2 separate regions of the Mus musculus genome follow, and region 2 is linked to region 1. The links are chromatin contacts, called in public promoter capture Hi-C maps. All regions are on one chromosome and are shown on one strand. Each heading gives the region's core, a stretch centred on a gene start, on an enhancer-like site or on the middle of the called end of the contact. The rest is flanking DNA. Distances are from core to core; before and after follow the strand shown.

The links. Promoter capture Hi-C pulls out the DNA fragments that hold promoters and counts their contacts.
Region 2: a contact with region 1 is called in a promoter capture Hi-C map of liver. The contact joins the enhancer-like site here to the promoter of Ptger3 in region 1. A contact is called at or near these places in 11 of 39 promoter capture datasets (the 3T3-L1 cell line, the C10 cell line, the HPC-7 cell line and 3 more), 1 of 484 Hi-C or Micro-C datasets (nephron progenitors), 3 of 115 datasets of contacts at active chromatin or transcription factors (all in embryonic stem cells) and 1 of 9 other capture datasets (pancreatic islet).

The regions. Positions count from the first base shown.
Region 1 is chr3:157,564,577-157,569,121 of GRCm38.p6, reverse strand. It overlaps Ptger3 (prostaglandin E receptor 3 (subtype EP3)), which reads right to left and starts at 2,246. Exons shown (of 4, transcript NM_001359745.2): 1 at 1,277-2,246. The coding sequence starts at 2,104.
Region 2 is chr3:157,904,104-157,908,259 of GRCm38.p6, reverse strand. Cth (cystathionase (cystathionine gamma-lyase)) reads left to right here. Exons shown (of 12, transcript NM_145953.2): 8 at 788-940; 9 at 1,956-2,077; 10 at 3,063-3,115. Among named protein-coding and RNA genes, the nearest start is that of Cth, 19 kb to the left of the region's middle. Within about 2 kb of position 2,414, at least 1 of the 459 cell types and tissues checked has an H3K27ac peak or open chromatin away from gene starts, as enhancers often do. A contact at or near this core is called in liver, where this site is marked.

The DNA of each region.
Region 1 (4,545 bases), core at 997-3,496:
AGCAGTAAATGTCTAAAATTGGTGCTGGTTCTGATAAACATGGTGATGACATCAGCCTGTGCTCCAGCTCCTGGAGAACAGTGACTACTCAGTCACTTGTGAGCAGTTAGGTCCCAGCAGCACTGTCCTGTCTGTACAACTCCAGGCCAGTTACCGCAGGGATCTCTAAGGCTTGTCATACATACTCAGGGAGGGTGGGTAAAGAAAAGAACCATATAACCATTTGAAAGGAGATTAACCTTATGTGGCACATCAACATGTCGCTGACCTCACTGAACTGTATATGTAAATGGGAGAGAGAGATGTAAGACAGACAGAGAGAGAGAGAGGGAGAGAGAGAGAGAGAGAGAGAGAGAGAGAGAGAGAGAATCGAGTCTGCTATGTAATGGTCAATAACTGTACCACACCATGGGGATGCTCCTCTGCACATTAAGCCAGGCTGTGTGAGCCCAAAGTAAGCATCCATTCTTTGCCAATTAGCAAACCACACTTATCCACAGAAGTTTCTAGCTACAAGTGCCACAGGAAAAAAAAAAAAACCCTCAAAAACACCATGTGAGAGTTGGGGATAGGGAGCATGCGGAAGCATGGCTTCCTCTGGGTAGTTCTGTGATGGATACGATGCCAAGGACCGAGAAACCCTTACCTCCTGTCTCTGGAATTGCGGAGATCTGCGATTCACTCCTCTATAAGGATGGGGGGGGGGGGCACAAGTGTGTGTGTGTTGGGGGGGGTAGTGCGTGTGTGTGTGTGTGTGCTACTGGAGAGTCCTCCACTTTGGTGTACACAGTACCCGGCTTCTTAGGGGGCTGCGGCATCTGTGCCTTCCTGACCCTCCCTGCAGACAGTAGCTACCTGAGAACCTTTAGTGCTGGCAACAGAAAGACAGTTTGCCAAGAAGGTTAGTTGCTGTGCGGCTGAAGCCATAGGACCTGCCTGGCTCCCAGGTGCCCAAACATCGCAGCGGGATTAGCAGGTTGAGCTAGAGTTGTCATCATACCTCCTCTTATAACGCAAGGGGCAAACATCAGTCTGCACTGGCTTGAGCAGCGTCTACCCACCTCTGTGCCTAGGCTGTTTGCATCTTCACAAGCGCCTGGCAAGTCTGGACCGACTTGACTAGCTCTTGTAAGCTCCGCAAGCGGCTTAGGCTCTTGGCTGGAGGCTGCAACCCGGGGCCGCATGAGCGGCAGGAATTCTGGGTGCTAGTCACTTTCAGAAAGTTTCCCTACATTTACGGCTCCCTACAAACGCCCCCACTCTACCAACTACTTACCAATAGCGGCGACCAACAGACGGACAGCACACACATGATCCCCATGAGCTGGATGGCCGTCTCCGTGGTGATTCTGCCCCACTGGGCGCTGGACTGCGAGACGGCGGCTTTGGCCCGACAGCGGGACACCAGGGCTTTGATGGTCGCCAGGTTGCAGGCAAAGGTCACCACCAGAGCCAGCAAGCCCAAGCAGGCGAAGGCGGAGGCAAAGGCCACGCTGCCCGGCTCGCGCGCAGGGTCTGTCTCGTTGCCCGCCGGCCCGGTGCTGATGAAGCACCACGTGCCCGGCCACTGCACGCTGTAGCGGCCCACGCCCAGCACCGGCAGCAGCGCGAAGGCGAGCACAGACAGCCACACGCCCAGCAGTACCGCGCGCGTGGCGCGAGTCTTCATGTGGCTGGCATACCAGTGCGGCGCACGGATGGCCAGGGCGCGCTCCACGGCCATGGCGCTGGCCACCAGGAGCGAGGATAGCCCGAACACTGTCATGGTTAGCCCGAAGAAGGTGCACAGACGCCCCGATGGGTCGAGCTGCTCCCAGCGTCGCTGTGACAGGTACACGAGGATGACCACCGGGCTGGTCAGGAGCTGCCCCACTAAGTCGGTGAGCGCCAGCCAGCCAATGCACAGCAGGAAAGACTTCTTGCGCTTGCTCTCGCGGCGCCGGTAGCTGCGCGACACGAGCAGCATGGCCAGCGCGTTGCCCACGAAGCCAGTGACCATCATGGTGATGGGAAAGGCCACGGACACGGAGCCGCAGTCGTCGGTAGTACTTGACAGGTTGCTGTGCGCTTCAGCAGAGTGCTCCGGCGCCCACATGCTAGCCATAGTGGCGGGGCCACGGTAGGGCGCACGGGGCCGGAGCCTCCCGGCTCAGCTGCGGGATAGCAGCAGAGTGCACTGGGGGACAGCCGGAGCCCAGGCTCTGCTCTCCATCGCCCGCCGCCTCCCGCGCTAGGCTGCGGGGACTGGACAGGCGCCGCCCGACGCCGCGCGAGGCTCCTCCCGCGCCTTGGAGCTCGAGGGGCGGTGCTGCGAGTAGGCAGGCGAAGGGCGGTGTGGGCTGGGATCACCTGGCGCCGCGCCCCCTAGGTCTGCCTCTCCAGCTCTGGGACTCTGTAAAGTGCTCATCAGCCTTTGGGTTACGTGACACTGGAGAAAAGACGAAATCTGACATGTTAGTAGCTGCGTGAATCGCAATGCTGATTTCTCCTCATGTTTGACTGTCATTGAATTTGTTTTATTTAATATATATATATAAATATATATATGTATATGTATCAATATCATATGTATATACATATGATACTCACATCTGGGAAAGAATAGGGATGAGTTTGTGTTTTAAGTCTTCCTGAAACTATTGCCTTATTTTACTTTGGACTAATTCCAAACTCATATTGGTAAAATACTTTTCTAGGATAATGTCAGTTTAAAAATCCAAAACCAAGTAAGCACACAGGTGAAAGTACATAGCAAATTCACATTTTCACTGAGTGACATTTCAGTATAATGATACATTTAAATTTTAAGAGTATTCTGGAATTCATACATCAAAGAAAATATGCCACCCTTTAGTTAGATCAAAAATTTTATATTTATTAATAACTAACTTGTTTACATTATCATCCCCCTATTTCCCACCCCGCTGTGTGTGTGTGTGTGTGTGTGTGAGAGAGAGAGAGAGAGAGAGAGAGAGAGAGAGAGAGAGAGAGAGAGAGAGAGAGAGAGAGAGAGTCCTTTCGTATTTACATTGAGGTCAGACTTCAACATGGAGTGTCTTCCACTGTGACTCCCGGCCTGGTATGGCCTCACACACCCAAGCCCAACAGCCAGGCTACTTTTACTCAGGTGTTGGGAATCCCAATTCAGGTCTTCCTTTGAGTGGTTAGCATTCTATTCATTAGGTCACTTCCCCCTGCCTAATGCTTACTGAGAAGGTCGACCATAAGAACATGTATTGGCAAAGATAGTTAATCAATCTCTCTCTCTCTCTCCCTCTCTCTCTCTCTCCCTCTCTCTCTCTCTTATTGGATATTTTCATTTACATTTCATGTTATCCCCTTTCCCGCCCCTCCCTGTAACACCCTATCACATCTCTCCCCCTGCTTCTAAGAGGGTGTTCCTCCACCCACCCACCCACTCCCACCTCCCCACCTTTGATTCCCCTACACTGGGGCATCTATCCAACCTTCATAGGACCAAGGACCTCTCCTTCCACTTGATACCATGACAAGACCATCCTCTGCTACATATGCAGCTGGAGCCATGTGTATTCCTTTGTTGACAGCTCTTAACAAAGTTTCAGAAACCCTTCTCTTCTTGAAGCATTTTTTTTTTCCCAGCCAGAGTTACCTACATTTTAGCTGTTCACCCTGCAAATAAGTAACTTTTAGATTCTCCTGGTTGTTTTCCTGTTGGTTCTTTTGCTAGCTGCCAAGAGTTGACTTAGTTCATTTGAAACGACACTCCCCTCTAGTGGCTAAACTGCTAACATGCACTATCTTGTATTAAAGAGAATTTCTTTAAAACATTTTTTTTTTTAATTCTTTAATCCCCCTCCTGGTCTGCCTTCTAACTGTTCCACATCCCATACCTCCTCCTCCCCCCAAAACCCCGGCTCCAAGAGGATGTTCCCCACCCCCCACCCCTCAAGACCTTCCCCACTCCTTGAAACCTGAAGTCTCTTGAGGGTTAGGTGCATCTTCTCTGACTGAACCCAGACCCATCAGTCCTCTGCTGTATGTGTGTTGGGGGCCTCATACCAGCTGGTGTATGCTGCCTGGTTGGTGGCTCAGTGTCTGAGCGATCTCCGGAGTCCAGGTTAGTTGAGACTACTGCTCTTCCTATTGGGTTGCCCTCCTGCTCAGCTTCTCCCAGCTTTTCCCTAATTCAACCACAGGGGTCACCAGCCTCTGTCCATTGGTTAGGTGTAAATATCTGCATCTGAGTCTTTCAGCTGCTGCTTGTTGGGCCTTTCGGAGGGCAGTCATGATAGGTTCCTGTTTGTAAACACTCCATAATATCAGTAATAGTGTCAGGCCTTGAGGCCTCCCCTTGAGCTGGATGCCAATTTGGGCCAGTCACTGGACCTTCTTTATCTTAGGCTCTCCTCCATTTTTGACTCTGCAGGTTTTTTTTTCAGACAGGAACAATTTTGGGTCAGAGTTTTTGACTGTAGGATGGCAACCCCATCCCTTCACTTGATGTCCTGTCTTTCTGCTGGAGGTGGACTCTATAAGCTCCCTCTCCCCACTGTAGGGCATTTC
Region 2 (4,156 bases), core at 1,165-3,664, 340 kb before region 1:
TACTTTTCTTGGTAGTTTGTTCAGTTTACCTTGAGTATAGGTGATCACCATACTCTGGCTGATAAGAGACAGACATAGTTTCAAATTAAAATACTCTTCTAGAAATCACTCAAAGTAAGCAAAGGGGTTTTGGAGGGTAATTGACTGACTGCTTGATAAATAAGTAGGAATTAGATAATTCAGCAGCTAAGAGCTGGAGCTGCTCTTTGCAGAGAACCTCAGTTCAGTTCCCAGTACCACATCAGGCTCACAAGCACCAGTAACTCCAGCTTCGGGGATCTGACTCTCTCCTGCCTGGCCTCTGTAGGCACTGCACCCACACTCACAAATAAAAATAAAATCTTTAAGAGCAGAAATAAGCTATACTATTAGTAGATTGTATAGCAATAATCATGACCACGCTTCAGATTTTTCCCTGTCATGCGTTTCAAAGATATGAGAACCCACACTAGCTGATGTGTCACATCATTAAATCATAAAGAGCATTGGCATATCTCAAAGATGTGAGGCCCACACTATGCAGAGGGTCTCATTACAGAATCATAAAGGATCATCTGCTGAAAGCCTAACCTTGGTTTCCATTTCTCCGCGTTAACACATATTTCTCTCAGTGCATTGTTGGCTCCATTCTGTGCTTCCACTTCAACATAGCAACTCCTTCCTAAAACACAAACGTTGAGTTTCATAGCTAGATTTTCCTGAGCCACTCTATTGAAAAAGAGGAACCAGAGAATTCTTTAAGTCCCATGGTACCTCCAAGCTAATCCAAGCTTTGTTTGCTTTCTAGCACTAGGAGCAGTTCCTTCTCCTTTTGATTGTTACCTCTGCTGCCGAGGCCTGAAGACACTGCAGGTCCGGATGGAGAAACATTTCAAGAATGGGATGGCGGTGGCTCGTTTCCTGGAGACCAATCCCCGGGTAGAAAAGGTTGTTTATCCTGGTATGTCAACCTGAGTTCTAGGCAGTTCTGTTTAGGTTAAGACTTTATATGGGTCATTCATTCTTTGTGAGTTTCTTTTCTCGTGTAATTTTACATTGTTCATTGGTTACTGTCACTTTCTGTCAGGCTCTGGAATGAGCATGGTGGGGCATGGATAGACAAGATGTTGGTCTGAAGGCAATGAATGTCAGGTGTTAAGACCGCCTTCACATGTGAGATGCTTTTGCATCTGAGGCTTGTGTAGACCCCATCACAGGATAATTCTGTTAATTGCCTGATGGCCCTGCCAGTCACTTGTTCAACACTAGCTCTTACTATAGTCTGATTTAAGTTTGTCTCACTGAGACAATATACCAGAATTCTCCCCAGACTCTTTTCAGTTCACCAGCCTTTTCGGGTAGATTCGTAGGCTCATTGTTTCCCTCTGAGTTTATGTTAGCAGGTAAGCTGCCATGGGCTTATGCAGCCTTGTTCTTAGATCCTGTGGCCACAGGATGGATCATGAGTACAGTAGTTAAGATTTTTGTCTTCAAGGAAATTGGGCAAACCATACTAGATATGTATATGAGCTCGAATCTCTCACTGCTATTTGGTAAAATGCATTTATTTTATTAATATTGCATGCATATTCCTACAGAAAATACAAGCCCAACAGTTGTTGGATACCTCTGGAAATACTTGACCATGAACATTTAACAAGTGCTATCCACTGCCTGAAGATAGCCTTGTTCCTAAAATACATTAAGGAATTGCAGAAGGGTGCAATTAACCAGGGAGTTCGGACCTGCAGAGATCCTGAATAGAGAGAGCACAGGCTGATGGAGTCAAGAGAAGAGACATGGTCGGGGCATGGGAGGAGTAGAAGAGATGTCTTAAATGCTTGACAGGAGAGAAAGACTTGCACAACCCCATTGTTAGGGATACTTTCGGCAGACTTAGGGGTCAGTGGCCTTGCTCCCTTGAAGTTGTATATGTAGCTCTAGAATGAAACTTCTCTCGTGTTCTGTGGTTGCAGGGCTACCCTCTCACCCTCAGCATGAGCTGGCCAAACGCCAGTGCTCGGGCTGCCCAGGGATGGTCAGTTTCTACATCAAGGGTGCTCTGCAGCATGCTAAGGCCTTCCTCAAAAATCTAAAGGTGAGCTCAGGATTGGATTTTCCCCCAACGCTTCCTTTCTGGAGTAAATTTTATGGTGCTGTAACACAGTCTTAGTCCTTATTGCTTGCCATAATTCCCAACACTGGATAGATTAGCCCGTTTTTCATTTCTATCACAAAATGCCAGAGACAGGCTATTTTATAAATAAAAGTTTACTTCACTGACTGTTGAAGACCAAAAGCATAAGTTCAGTGTTAGGTGGCCCCTTCCTTAAGTCCTGGTGGCAAATGGCATCATGTGTGAGAGCAGTCACCAGTCAAGGAGCCCATTGGCACCTAAGGTCCCTGCTTCTTAAAGGTATACCACACTGAGGACCTCAACTTTGACCCATGAGCTTTGGTAGAACCAGCCCCGCCCAGACCGGGCAGATCACTCAGGGTATAGTTCTGGTGGCTGAAGGGACCAAATCTCCTGTCAGTATCCATGTGGCCAACATCTGTCTTAAGCATATTTGATACATACAGATTTTTTAGGTATTGTCTAAACAATAAATAAAAAAATAAATAAAAAATAGGGTGATGCAGGAGACTGGCTTTGGTCAGTTTATTGTTGATTCATTGATTTTGTAGTGCTGAGATGAAACTCAGGATCTTGGACATGTCAGGCAAGCACACTTTCACTGAGCTATGGCCCTTACCTTGTAAAGTTCATGGAGATAAGGTCTCACTGTGATGTTTAGGCTGGCCTTGAACTCACAGAGATCCTCCTCCTCTGTCTCCTGAGTGCTAGAATGATAGCCCAGGCTTCAAAGGCAAGCAGCTTTTCATGTTTTAAAGATTTGAAGACAGTACATCTAATTGTCAAAAGCATTGTCTTAAACTGTAATATGACTTTTTTCTTATTATCTTGCCTGATTCTTGATTTATTCATAGTTATTATCACTCTTCATGCTTTCATCAGAAGCATTCATTTTCAGATTTTAGCACCATTATCAGCTGTTCTAAATTTCTGTTTTCTTTGCTAGCTGTTTACTCTGGCAGAGAGCCTGGGAGGATATGAGAGTCTGGCTGAGCTTCCGTAAGTATTCTCCTGTTTCTCTGTTATTTTTGCATATCACTTATCTAGTCTTTACTTTTAATTGTTGATTGTTTTACCTTGATTTCTTTATGTCTCCTGCTAAGCTGCTGCATTGGGCTGAGTGTCTCTCTCACTCACTGACATAAAACCACAGCTCTCATCTTCAAGGGAGTAAGACCACAGACCCAGGAACCCAGATTAAGTTAACACAAATTCCATGTTCCAATGTGGAAGCAGTTTCACAGGGTGTCTTAGTCAGGGTTTTACTGCTGTGGACAGACACCATGACCGAGACAAGTCTTATAAAAAACATTTAATTGGGGCTGGCTTACAGATTCAGAGGTTCAGTCCATTATCATCAAGGTGGGAGCATGGCAGCATCTAGGCAGGCATGGTGCAGGAAGAGCTGAGAGTTCTACGTCTTCATCCAAAGGCTGCTAGTGGAAGACTGACTTTCAGGCACCTAGGGTGAGAGTATTAAGTCCAAATCCACAGTGAAACACCTACTCCAACCAGGTCACACCTCCAAATGGTGCCACTCCCTGGTCCAAAAATATACAACTCATCACACAGGGTTTTTTATAGTTTCACAGAACAAAAAAAAGTTATAAATCAAGACAAGTTTAAGATACATTGTTTGGAACAATGAGATAGTGAGAGCCATTTTATAGTCCCAAAACGCTGTTGATGAGACTCTTAATCTTGGATTGTTGGAAGCTAGTATTCTGCTAACTTAATAGCTTCTAAGAGGTCTTATTTATTACCATCACAAGATGTTCAGATACAGAGTGGGGCAAGGAATTGCTATTTCAGAAGGCTAACACTAGCCCAAGATAAAGTAAATAGTCTCTGATCCTACAAAATTCCAATTCTTCCACAGTACTGAATTCCAATCAGTCCATCAGTCTCTATAGACACAGACTCCTTCTAGATTTTTATTCACAGCTAGACTTTGTTCATTCACACACCTCAGCAGAGGGTGGGGACCACAGGCATGTGCCATCTCCTAAGTCATATAAGCCTGTGGGGACAAGGTAAAGG